Linked DNA regions of Mus musculus: region 1 is linked to region 2. Evidence: chromatin contacts called from public Hi-C data. All regions are on one chromosome and are shown on one strand. The core of a region is the stretch at or near the end of the contact, and the rest is flanking DNA. Distances in the headings are between cores, read along the strand shown.

Region 1 (6,251 bases), core at 321-2,820, 44 kb before region 2:
CCGTGTGGGGACTGGGAATTGAACCTGGACCCTGTGAAAGAGCAGCTGATGGTCTCTCATGCTGATCCATTTCCCCAGCACTACCACCCCTGTCGTTGTCGTTATAAGACACAATCTCTTACAGTCTTTCCCTCCCCTGCCATGATCTTCCTGAGATTTAAGTGGAGGGCTGGATTGTAAATGCACTAAGTGGAAACAAGTACCCCACGGTTGGCCCGTTGGTCTCTGTGTCTAACCAGTTGTGACTGGATGGAGCCACCTCGTCTGTGAGTCTGTGAGCAGGGAGCACTGTGCAGTTAGAGGGTATACTGGGTTACAGAAGCAGCTGCAGGGGGTTCTCTCAAAGTTTTTAATTTATGGGTATTACTAAGAAAGTTGATTTTTACTTTTCATTTTAATTTTTTTCTCTGGAACACTGAAAATTAATGTGGAATCATGAAAACATCAATCAGAATAACATTCAGTGTTGAATTATTAACCCCTAAACACTAAAATTTCAAGGGTACATGTCCAATTCATTTGGTAAATTATCTCTGGGTAATTTCTTCTATGAGGTATGTGTGTTTGTTGCTGATGTTGTTGTATTAATGCACATGCATGAATACATATAGGAGAGTCAGTATTAGCAGAAGACACTATTTATTGCTTTAGAAGAGAAATATTTCATCACTTTTAAAGTGTGCCTTAACCTCTGATTTCCTTTTTAACAGTGACTTGGATATGTCAGAATTCCTAATTAACCCAAATGCAGGTCCTTGCCGCTATAATTTGATTGCTGTTTCCAACCACTATGGAGGGATGGGAGGAGGACATTGTAAGTTGACATTTTACATTTTAACCTTTTCATGTACTTTTTCCTGTAACATAGTCAGTACTTTTAAGTAAATAAAATGTCAAATGAATCTTGCTTATAATCATTGTTCAATAGTCTTAGGTGAATGAATCACCTGTATAGCTTGTATTTTAAAAGCCAGTTCTATATAGGAATAGTTAATGCCCTTCAGCTGAAGGCCAGGAAGGCACATGCTGTCTGTCTAAGGTCCTGTCCCTCCCACCCATCAGCCTCGCTCCTTTTCAGGTATCTGCAGCTGTGCTCTTCTGCAACTCTTTTCTTTTTTAAGATTTATTTACTATGTACACAGTGTTCTGTATGCCTGTAGGCCTGCAGGCCAGAAGAGGGCACCAGATCTCACTGTAGATGTTTGTGAGCTACCATGTGGTTGCTGGGAATTGAACTCTGGACCTTTGAAAAAGCAGCCAGTGCTCTTAACTATTGAGCCATCTCTGCAGCCCTGCGTACTTTGAAACCATGTATATTTATTTGTTAAGCAATAGGTACTGTTGATCTCAATAACTTCCTCTTGTTATTTAATCTTTTGCTTTTTATGATTACAATTATGGCATTTATCTTTCCACTCCAAATTACACTTAACGCTCTACTACTGTAAGACTGAAAACGAGTCAGTATTTATGGTCTGTTATCCAAGGATGCCTCTGAGCTGTCCATAGTGCCGCTTCCTCACACAGTGAGCGTGCGTGCCGAGCGGATGGGAGTTGAGGCTGCCTGTGCCAGCTCACACTGCACTGGGCAGACGACTGCCATTCCCGTGGTCATCGTTTTATCCTTCTCAGTGCCCGCTTGATTGCATTAACTGAGTAGAGTTCTTAACGATTTCAGTCATAAGTGAAATAGTCTTTTTTATATATATTACTTCACTTTGAAATCAAATCTATCGTCCCAAAACAAGCTACATTGCTTTTGTTTTTCTTTCTGAAATCACCAGAACAATATGGACAGTAACTATCCCAACAAGTCTACTAGAATATATCCCTACATCTGGGCCTGACCCGTGGGTTTTCTGTCTCGTGTCATTATGGACTGTCAGTCTTCTCTTGTTGTTGTTGTTGTTGCTGCCTACATCTGGACATTGTTACCTCTGTGAAAGGCTACCCTCTGCACCCCACTCCGGCTTACCTAGGACTGGCTCTTCATAGTTGCTGTTGGGCTGTGTGTTGGCTTTATCATTCTTGTCTCACTGTTGCTTTATAATCACCCTCTCCACGGGTCTAGCTTGCTAAGATTTTCAAAGAGGGTTACGAAATTCTTTATTTAGTCTATCTCACAGTTTTCTCATTTTCTTTAAGACTGAGAATATTCCTTCTGTGGGTGCGCTGTCTACTCTGCAGTTCTCTTGAGTTCAGACTGACAAGCTCAGCACATGCATTAGGCCTCACGCCGCTGAGCAGATTTAAGAAGGGATACAGAACGAAAGACGTGAGGCTGTTGCATGCAGGATCCTAGAGGGAACACAGACAGAAGATGTTCACGGCTGGTTACTGTGAATCTGTGTGGTTGCAAGGAGGGAAAATGGCTGAAGGCTCCCCAGGGGAAGCTGTCATGCCACCCTGTTCCTCAGCACCTCGGAATGTTGATGGTTAATGTGTATGTGTACAGCTATGGTCGGAGCGTGTTCTGGTAGCACATGGGGGTTTGAGCATCCTTTATACGAAGCATGGAGTAAAAAGTACCACTTGTCATCTTTCCCTGTTCTGTACTCTATTAAAGGCAGGGAAATCCTAGTGTGTAAGAGCCACAGGTGACTGAGCAAGGTTGTCAGAAAGGAAAATGTCATAGGAACTTAAGGAATAAAGATGCTGGACTTAGGCATCAGACCCAGCCTGAGTAACAGCTCCACTGCCTGGAGCAAACTGTCCTCTGGAAGCCTAAGGTTCCTAGTTCTCCAGTGAGAATCGGGGTGGTGCCTGAATGTGGATGCAGTGCACAGTATTGCACCTGCTTACATAACCACTACATAAATGGAACTATCTCTAATTACCACTGGTATATTTTTATGTGAATTTTTTTTTAAAAATTATTTATATTATTATTTTACCATAGTTTTTCTTCCTCTGAAAAATGTCACACGTTTCAACTTAGAAAAAAAAAGTATTTAAATTTGCTAGAAATGATTCTCAAAGGCTTTGTCAAATCACTTGAATGTGTTCTAGTTTTATATAGATACTTCTCATCACATGAGTGTGTTCTACCCTCGTGAAGATACTTACCATCAGGTTAATGTACACTACCTCTTACAGATGTTTATCATGCCTCTAGTAAATATTTCTTAGGCATGCGATCACAGAGTTGTGAGGGTTCCAGTCAAGAAGTAACTGTATTCTTTCATTAGATACTGCTTTTGCAAAAAACAAAGATGATGGGAAGTGGTACTATTTCGATGACAGTAGCGTCTCCACTGCATCTGAAGACCAAATCGTGGTAAGTATGTCTTCAGTTTCTGAAGTCATGGGGTCAGCCTCTTAGGAAGACATGTAAGTAAACAGAAGGGAAGACTGGGGCTGGAATGTGCTCATGTACCAGGGCCAGGCATGGTAGCGCATGCCTGTTGAGGCCAGCCTGATCCACACAGTGAGTTCCAGGACAGCCCAGGCTACACGGAGGAACCCTGTCTCCGAAAATAAGAGGAAGGGGGTCATCAGAACACTGTGTCCCATACTCTAGCAGCTTGTTGCAAACGGTGTTCATTTTGACTTCAAGACACAGAAAATTGCTTGTTTGGAAATTAATCTTGAGAATTTTCTCAGCACAAAGTCACACTGTGAACAACTTTCTTAGGGGAGTCGTTTTCCTCGGGAGAAAGGGGAGTAGCCCTGAGCTCTCAGACATTGGCTACTGTGGTTGGGGTGCTAGAGCCTGTGAGTTTTAGTCAGGAGTCTTTTAAGCTTGACAGCACGTGACAGCTCATGAGTGAGTAAAAGAATTTACAGATTCTCTGGTCATGTGTCACTCTACGAGGTTAGCCCTGATCCACTGTCACTTTCGCATTCTCAGTAGAGAAACTGGTCAGCTGTTCTCTCTCTGCACTGGTGTTTGTTTTATGTAACAACAACACATTTTTATTGACAGAATTGATTGATAGAAGCTGACTATGGTGTGTTTTAAAAAGAAAACAGTTATTCCATAGAGGTTTGTCCTTCCCTGAATTTTAGTTATTACAATATTATAAAGAGTAAGAAATGTAACAAGGCTGAAGAGATGGCTCAGAGGTGAACGCTGACCGCTCTTCAGAGGACCCGGGCACCTTTCCCAGAACCCACGGTGTAGCCTGGTATTCTAATTCCAAATCTGCTGTCCTCTTGGCCTCCACAGCATCAGACTTGCACAGGGTACACAGCAGACAGAATAGCTATACATGTAACAAAAAACCTAGACATGTAAATTTTTGAATGTTTGGGGTTTTTTTCCTTACTTAGAAAGAGAGGTAGTAACATTTCCTTGTGGTGTTTCCAATACAGGTGTCCATGATACTAGAAATGCTAACTGACGCCTGTGTTTCCAGATTAAATACTAAAGAGTAGACAGTAGTGTTTATAATATTTCAAGGATTCACGTTCTTAAAGCAAATTAATAAGATTCTGAACCCATCTACTGGCACAGATTTACTCTGTGAAACAAACAGGTCAAAAATAACTTGTCTCTCTTCCCTCCTGTTCACCCAGCGTGTATTTGTGACTGCTCTACAGTCTCATAGCTTGTAGTGTTCTGAAACAATGATGCCATTGTACCGAATGTCCTTACACAAGCCTACGTGGTAACACCTTCCTACATACCTAGGCAATAAGTTGAATGCTATACTAGCTTTTAAAAATAGGTAAATGGCCGCTTTAGCACCTCCCATCTGTGTACGAATCCCACACTTCAGTTCTGTTTCTCTGATCCTTCCGCCCAACATCTGAAAATGAACTGTCCTAATCCTGCCTTTCACATCAAAATGTATCTTGTTCAGGTTTGGCTGATAGAGGCCATTCGTTTCCACACCGCATAAGCCAGACTTAGTGCTACACTCCTTAGTCCCGGAACCCAGGCAGTGAGGCAGCCGCACATCAGGAATTCAAGGATGAAGTTAATGTTGTTGTTGCTTTCACATGAGTCTTCATTTAGTCAAGGAACACTTGAGTATGTGTGTCCGGCACAGCCTAGTTCCATTCTGAACAGCCATGCATTTCACTGTCTCTACCCCTTAACAACCCGGACACAGACAAATTAACATCATCATATGACAGAGACAGAAAGGGGTTGACTGTGCTGGAGGAAGTAAGGAAGTACGGAAAATTTCAGTCTAAACACAATGCTTGGCCTTCCCCTGCTCCTACGAATATGTAAGTTAAGTAAGCGTCACCAAGCACAAGCTCACCTGAAACCTGAGAAGCCCAGGAGGCCTGGCAAGGGTGCCATTGCCAGTGTGAGGCATGAGAGATCAGGATGTGGGGACGGGATTAGCCTGCAGGTCAGATTAGCGCTTGGGAAAGAACGTGGTATCGTAACTGCTCTCACCTTCAACTTGAGCGGCTCTCGGGTGCTTGCTTGGCAGATAGTGTAATAGCACCGTGTGTTCTATCTTCATAGCTCGCTGGTATCATGAGAGCAAGGGAGACTGAAGGTACTGAGTCGGCAGAAAGGCTACACGAGGCTGACAGCGTGATTTACGGACTTAAATTACTCTGCTCAAAAGAGAAGGAGCGTGTGAAATATTTGAATAGAATTAGTAAAACCTGACTGGAGTTCCTTATTAAGATAGAAATGCAATGATTTATCAAAGTTGGAAGGAAGTTTGCCAGTGACATTCGAAGTGTATGATAACCTAGTTGTAGAACTAAATTCAGTTCAGGGTAAGAACTGGATTATTTTTACCAACCATGGGCTCACTGTGTAGTCCAGGCTAACCTCAACTTGCTAAGTGCTAGGGCATGACCTGTTATTCTTAGCTAGCAGTTGAAGCCACAGGCTCTTTTGAAATGCCAAGTGAGGGACACAAGCTGAGACAGAGCAGGGCGTCTTTAAAGGATTTAGTGAGACCACAGAAGAATGCCCTAGGAACTGGAAGAAAGATGTAGGGAGAGGCAGTGTCACTGAAGACAGAAGTTACTGGAGAGAAGGCTGTGAAATATCAAGTACGACTGAATGATGGACTACTTTAAAGACAGCCAGTTGACTCTGACACTGCTGGCCCTCCTGAAAGCCATTTGGTTACAGTGGTTTGGACAAGTTAGGTGACATTGAATTGGAGCTGATTATGAGGCGCTGGGTAGACTCTGGCAGCCCAGTGGAGCAGAGGAGAGGTTGTAAGATTGGAATGGAAGTTCTTTCCATGGTAAGGATTTTTGATGCAGAATAAAACAAGTCATTTTTAAACCAGCAAGACGTGTCTGGTACAGTACGTAGTGCACATGTA
Region 2 (6,484 bases), core at 449-2,948:
GCAGAGGCAGAGGCAGGCAGAGCTCTGTGAGTCTGAGGCTGGCCTGGTCTACCTAGTGAGTTTTAGGACATCCAGAGCTACACAGTGAGACCCTGTCTCAAAGAAAACAAAACAAAACAACAACAACAACAAAAGCAAAACAAAATTTCAACTTGAATTCCTCAACTCTACAAAGGTGTCAAAGATGAAAGAAAATTATTTTCAGTAAGTTGTGCCAAAGCTATCTATAATAAACCCAAAACATTGTGTTAGAATCTGTGTTAGTAGCCCAGTTATTAGATCATTTCAGAAAACTTCAAAATACAGCTCCCAACTCAAAGAAAGTAAGACCTAATCTGTTCTGTAGCCCAACATGAAGGACCAAGGCTCAGGAAGACAGATTCAGGTTGCCCCCAAACACCACCATCCAACACAGTAGCATTTTCATAAAGTTTTTATAACAAAGCAAAGACTCCCTTAAGGCATTTGACAAATGCATTAGAGCAGGGGTTCTCAGCCTTCCTAACGCTGCCACCATTTAACACAGTTCCTCATGTTGTGCTGACTCCCAACCAGAAAATTATCTTCAATACTACTTCGTAACTGTAATCTTGCTACTGTTATGAACAATAGCATAAATATCTGACGGTCTTAGGCCACCCACCCCTGTGAAAGGGTAGTTCCACTCAGAGGTTGAGAACATCAGGTAGGTGAGTTACAGCAAAACTGGAAACTTTCTGTCACGCCCCTCAGGGACTATCTGATAGTGATCGCCTTTGAGTCATTGGAAGTTAGGAATCTGATGGCACATTCCAAAAAAAAAAAAAAAAAAAAAAAAAAAAAAAAAAAAAGACAAGGGTGTTAGGTCAAACACAGAGATGACAGTAAGTGGATACCTGGGGGCAAAAGATAACCAAGATAGTTAGATTCTAGACTTGCAACATTCCATCTTCCCATAATCAAGACGTTCCAATCAGTCTCACAGACATAGCTTAACACAGACATAGCTTCCTCCTCTTCCAACTTCAATCCACACAGGCTGGCTTTGCTCATCCGAACAATACGCTGAAATTATTTCTGCTTCCTGCTTATTACAACAGAGAAATGTCTTGGGCAAAAATAGACTCACCTGGAACATCGAAAAAGCTCACGTTAGTTTTTGCCTTACATTTATTTGGCACTTCTGATCTAATGAATTGGTTCCTTATTTGAGCGTCAATTACCTAGTATGTTCTAGGTATACAGTCAGGGAGGTGGGTGGGTGGGGCGGGGAGATAACAAAAACAAAGCAAAATAAAAACATAAAAGGGATCTGTCGGTGGAAGGCGGGGAGGGGGCGGGGAGCAGGAGGAGTCTTGTTAACAGATAAGGAAAATCAGGGACGACTCCGCAGTTAAATAAACCAAAGTCAGTCGATTTGGATAACTCCGCAGGATTGTCGTTTAGGTTCCCCAGGCCGGGGAGGTAGGAGCAAGACGCTGATTTGTGTTTTAAGTCAGGGGGGTGGGGATCAAGGAGGCAGAAGTGACGGACAAGACAAATTCATTTTTTAAAAAAAGCAAATATTTATAGCAGAAGAGAATGGATCACAAACAGACGTAGGGAGACACCTCCGATCATCCCCAGGTTACCAGCCAGCCAAAAAAAACAGGACGCGCCTGCGCAGCTGTGCCGGCCACCTGCGTCGACGGCGGGGGCGGGGTCCGCACTGCCCAGCTGGAGCTCGTTCTGGGCTTCTCGCTCGGCCCCGCCCCTCCAGAGACTCGCCTCCGGATTGGCCCGGGCGGGGGCGGGGCCCGGAGTCCGGAAGTGCGGCTGACGTGTCCGGGCCGCGCTCGGAATTGTGGGCGACTGGGCTAATGGCGTCGGCGGGTCTGGGCACCCGGGGCGGGCATCGCTGAAGCTTGTGGCCAGCTCGGCCGGTGACGCCCGCCGTGGCCAGGCCCCGCGGCAGCGGGAGGGACCTGCCCGTCTGGTGGGCTCCTGAGCCGGCGCCGGTGGAGCCTGGTGGGGCTGCACCGCTGCGGGCAGGTTTCGGCGAGCGGCCGGCGGCGGTGCGGGGCGGCCCGGGGGGAACTCGGGCACGCCTCGGGAGACGCAGCCCGGCTCCGGCCGTGCGCCCGCCCGCCCGCCCGCCCGCCGAGCCCTGGGCCCCGGCTAAGGAAGACTGAGGAGCCGCCGGCTGGCTGCGGGCCGCGCAAGCTGCTGACAGTGCCTGCTTGGTAGTGCTGGTCCCAGATCGGCGGTGACCTGGAGGGACCATGTCCTGCACCAACAGCCCCGAGGCTGTGAAGAAGCTGCTGGAGAATATGCAGAGCGACCTGCGGGCCTTGTCACTAGAATGCAAGAAGAAGTTCCCACCTGTCAAGGAGGTAGGTCCCAGGCGACGTCAGGGGCGGGGGGGGGGAACGTCACGAGCGCTCCCTGGTCCTCGTAGACCGCTTTCCTCGATTCCCCAACACCTATACTAATTTTCATTCCGCCAGTTAAGTTTGGTGATTGCCCAGCAAAGGCTGTTCGTAGAATTCTTTTGAGAGTTCCAAGGAGATTTGATTTCTTCCATTCTCTTGTTATGTTTATTTCGGAGCGAAGTTCCATGAGTGAGCCGGTTTGGTGACACTCGAGTCAGGTATATTGCTCCTAAGAATGAGTATCCACCGCTGTAGCGGAATCCGTTCTCCATACTTAGGTGGGCATAGTGTGTGGGAACATTTCCTTCTTGTCTGTGTTATTCAGCCCACCTAAAAATCTAATCGTCGTGATAAACTAGAGCCCCAAATTACAGCAAATGGTCAAGGCCTACGATAACCATGTTAAGCCCTGCACAAGCAGTATTCTAGTAGGATGCTTTGCAAAACAAATATATCTGAGTATATATAGCCTCTTGGGTGCATAATTTGTTGTTGTTGTTGTTGTTGTTGTTGTTGTTTTTCAGCTGTAGAATAGCTGAAAATTGTGGTACCAGTATAGGAGACCGGGTGTGGTAGCCAAACTTTTAGCTCCAATACTCAGATGCGAGTGGATCTCTGTGAGTTAGAGAGTGGACACCAGGACAACCAGGGTACATAAAGAGACCTTGTTTCCAAAACCGATGGTGGTGATGGTGATGATGACTGGGGCTCACAGGACGAGTATCAGGGAGCTCAATGTATGCTAATAAAATTTTCCAGATATTGAATTGAAAAATTGAGTTTAGTCACTAATGCCTGACTTTTTTCTTTTAAGATTCCATTTTTGTTGAAATATTTTAAAAACTGCCCTTTCACATTTTTAAACTATTGTAGTTCAGGGGTCAGGCTCGGCAGTTAAGAGCACTTGCTGCTCTTCCAGAAGTCCCTTGTTCAATTCCCAGCACCTACATGGTGGCTCACAATCTTGTGTAATTCCAGTTTCAAGGGATCTGACCTCTTTCTTCTGGTCTCCAAAGACACCAGGCACACATGTGGTGTGCAGGCATACCTACAAGCAAAACACCCATACAAATATAACAAAAATGAATACATCTAAAAAAAAACTTTAAAAATAGTGTAGTTCAAAGATATGTAAAAATAGTTAATTTTATTTCCTAGTTAATATAGCTTACTTAGTATACCTGAAATTTTATCATACTACTTGCTATTAAATGTTACAGAGTGAGTTCATATTTTTCTACTTACAACTATCTTTATGAATACTGTAAGAAGTTTTATAATTAGAACTTGACTAGTAAAGTTTAGAATGCAGACTTGTCAGGAATCTTGAAATTTTCCATGAGTGCCTTGCTTTTACCTGTTTGTTCCAGTTACCTTTAGTCCCAGCACTTGGGAGGCAGAGGCAGGTGGATTTCTGAGTTCAACGCCAGTCTGGTCTACAAAGTGAGTTCCAGGACAGCCAGGGCTACACAGAGAAACCCTGTCTCGAAAAACAAACAAAAAAAAAAAAAAAAAGAAAAAAAAAAAAAAGAAAAAAAAAAAGGAAAAAAAAAAAGAAAAAAGAAAACATCAAATCCTACTGTCATTTCAGCAGTAATTTATAGAGCTGTGGCTGTTCCCAGTCCTAGTGAATCATGTTAAGAGCTGTGGCTCCTCTGTGCTATTGGCTTCTGTGCTTTAACCTTGGAATTTAATTGATATCGTCTGTGGTATTTTTATTGGGAAAAACCACTCTTCCAGCAGGTAAGTTACAAAGTTCTAGAACTCACCACATTCCTAGTCCTGGAGCTCTCATGGCAGCTCCTTAGTTTCTCCTAGATCACTGCCTAGACAGCTACTTGGTAATTGCTTCCAGCCTTTGCAGTGATGGCAAGCATCATTCTCCTGATTGTCTCTAATACACCATCTCGTTTATGCTGCATGTTCCATAAGGATTTGCTGAGTGAGAGTCTTCCTGGGGCTTGACAGATGGCTCAATGGTTAAGAGCACTGGCTGTTCTTCCAGAGGACCTGGGTTGATTCCCAGCACCCATATGGTGCTCTAAACTCTGTAACTCGAATTGAAAAGGACCGGATGCCCTCATCCGGCCTTCACTGGCACCGGGCACATGAGATCCACATACAGGCAGACTTACACTGTCACACCTGGTGATAAGCACCACTACTACAGAGCCATCCCTGCAGGCCCCATCTCCCTTTCTTGATATCACCACAAAGCATAAATAACAATTAGTGGTTCCAGGCTGTGTACTTTCAAGGTTTTCTGTTATTATCTGGCGCCGTGGCAGAGTTTTTGCCTAAATCAGAAGTTCCCCATGGCAGAGCTTTTGTTCTGTGTTAATTGGTGGCTGCTGAAGACCTGGTGACAGAATGCCTTGTATTGCCACAGCAGGGTTCTCTGTCCTTTTATTAGGGATCTGAGGCGAAGGTTCTTGCCTCTGTGTGTGGATTCAGAGTTCATTTTCAGGACAGTGAAGAAGAGAGGCTGGCTAATCTAGCTGTGCTTAGTTGAAAGCTGTTTTAGTGTAGAAGTTTATAATGTAGTTATTTCCTCTATGAGGGTGGTCTTTCTCTCACAAGTAAAATAGTATAAATTCCTGTCTTATGTTTTGAAATCATAATAGAGACAAATACATAAGTATTTGCATTGTATTGATTACTTCATGGCATTGTGCTTTGATCACATAGAAATAAAGACACTGTGTATGACTTCAAATCATCTTTAGTCTTTTTCTCTCTTTCTCCAAGGTAGCTTACTTTTAACCAAGAACAAAGCAAATTTGTGCTACTAGTTAGTCCAGACCACCTTATTAATCTCTTAAGAATAAAACATGGAAAAAAAGTAACAAAAATAGAAACTATCTTTCTCTTCATGAAATGAGTTTGATTGAATAAAATATAACATTTACAACAGTGTAGGAAACTTTGCATCTTTTAACATGCCACTTTAAATATTTTATAGTGAGGCACACCTAGAACCTAGCACTTAGAAGGCTGAGGCAGGAAGATCTCAAGTTCTATACCAGACTGAGCTATATCACAAGACTCTGTCTCAGAAGAAAAAGAAGGCAGGCATAGTATCACCCACAGCACTTGGGAGGCAGAAGTGGTCAGGTTTCTGAGTTTGAGGCCAGCTTGATCTACATAGTTTAAGGCTGGCCTGGGCTACATAGTAAGACACTGTCTCAAAGAAGACGAGAGTGAACTAAATCAGTACTTCATCCACACGTGAGGAGCTCCAGAGGGTTCAGTAAGATGGCAAAGCTGGAATGGGAAGGGGCTGCATGTGACCCCCTGTGTACCCATCTGTAAGTCTCCTCTTCTCATAGTGGCATCCTGCAGATGCCTCGCTGTTACCATTGCCTGTCTACATCATTACTTAGGCTATTGACTGTTCCTTCCCTCTGACACTTTCTCATTTTGAGATTTGTAGCACACTGTGAGTGTGTCTCCTCTCTCAGGAGTCCTGTTGTTCATGTGTGATCGTATCCTGGTTTGTCTCCAAGGCTTTCCTCATGTTCTTCCCTGCTTGCTGCCACTCCCCTGACCTTTGGCCTTAATGTGATGCCAGTGGCTTTATCTGTGTCATCCACTCTGGTTTCCGTCAGCCTGTGTAACACCTACCAGGATATCTCCCACATAGTTCAGATAGACTTCTTGTCACTGAACCACCTCTGTGTTAGTATGCCCTAGTCCTTTGTCTTGTTATGGTTACATCATTTGCTTATGTTACTGTGTAAGGCTGCCTTGGCTCTCCTGCTGCTTCCTGTCCTTACTAGCTTTCTTTTTCTTCCCTATTTTCTCATGTACTATCCTACACTGGGTTTTAACATCATACCTGACTTTTGATGAGTATCAAGGAAATAAGTAAATTAGCACTATTGGTTGCTACCATGTGATCATTAAGTTTCTTAGGATAGCACTCATACCTGCTTGATCCCCAACTTCTCTGGCGACCTCATCCTCACACACTTTACCTAAGCAGCAATCATACATTAGTCTTCAACATGCCTGGCTTCCCCCTTTCATGCTTCGGATCCTAGTTTACCATTGGCTCCCTCTGCCCCACATTTAGAATAGGGTCTTGTATTAAC

What was found. Hi-C and Micro-C count contacts between places; a contact is called where the count stands out from the background.
Region 1: a Hi-C map of liver shows a contact between it and region 2, with 4 times the contacts expected there. The contact joins the enhancer-like site here to the promoter of Mon2 in region 2. A contact is called at or near these places in 3 of 39 promoter capture datasets (the 3T3-L1 cell line, 3T3-L1-derived adipocytes and liver), 2 of 484 Hi-C or Micro-C datasets (both in liver), 2 of 115 datasets of contacts at active chromatin or transcription factors (the SCID.adh cell line and embryonic stem cells) and 3 of 9 other capture datasets (adipose tissue, liver and pancreatic islet).

What each region holds. Positions count from the first base shown.
Region 1 is chr10:123,116,135-123,122,385 of GRCm38.p6, reverse strand. It overlaps Usp15 (ubiquitin specific peptidase 15), which reads left to right. Exons shown (of 22, transcript NM_027604.4): 20 at 711-814; 21 at 3,189-3,277. Among named protein-coding and RNA genes, the nearest start is that of Mon2, 43 kb to the right of the region's middle. Within about 2 kb of position 1,570, at least 10 of the 459 cell types and tissues checked have an H3K27ac peak or open chromatin away from gene starts, as enhancers often do. A contact at or near this core is called in liver, where this site is marked.
Region 2 is chr10:123,071,719-123,078,202 of GRCm38.p6, reverse strand. It overlaps Mon2 (MON2 homolog, regulator of endosome to Golgi trafficking), which reads left to right and starts at 1,698. Exons shown (of 36, transcript NM_001163024.1): 1 at 1,698-2,351. The coding sequence starts at 2,241.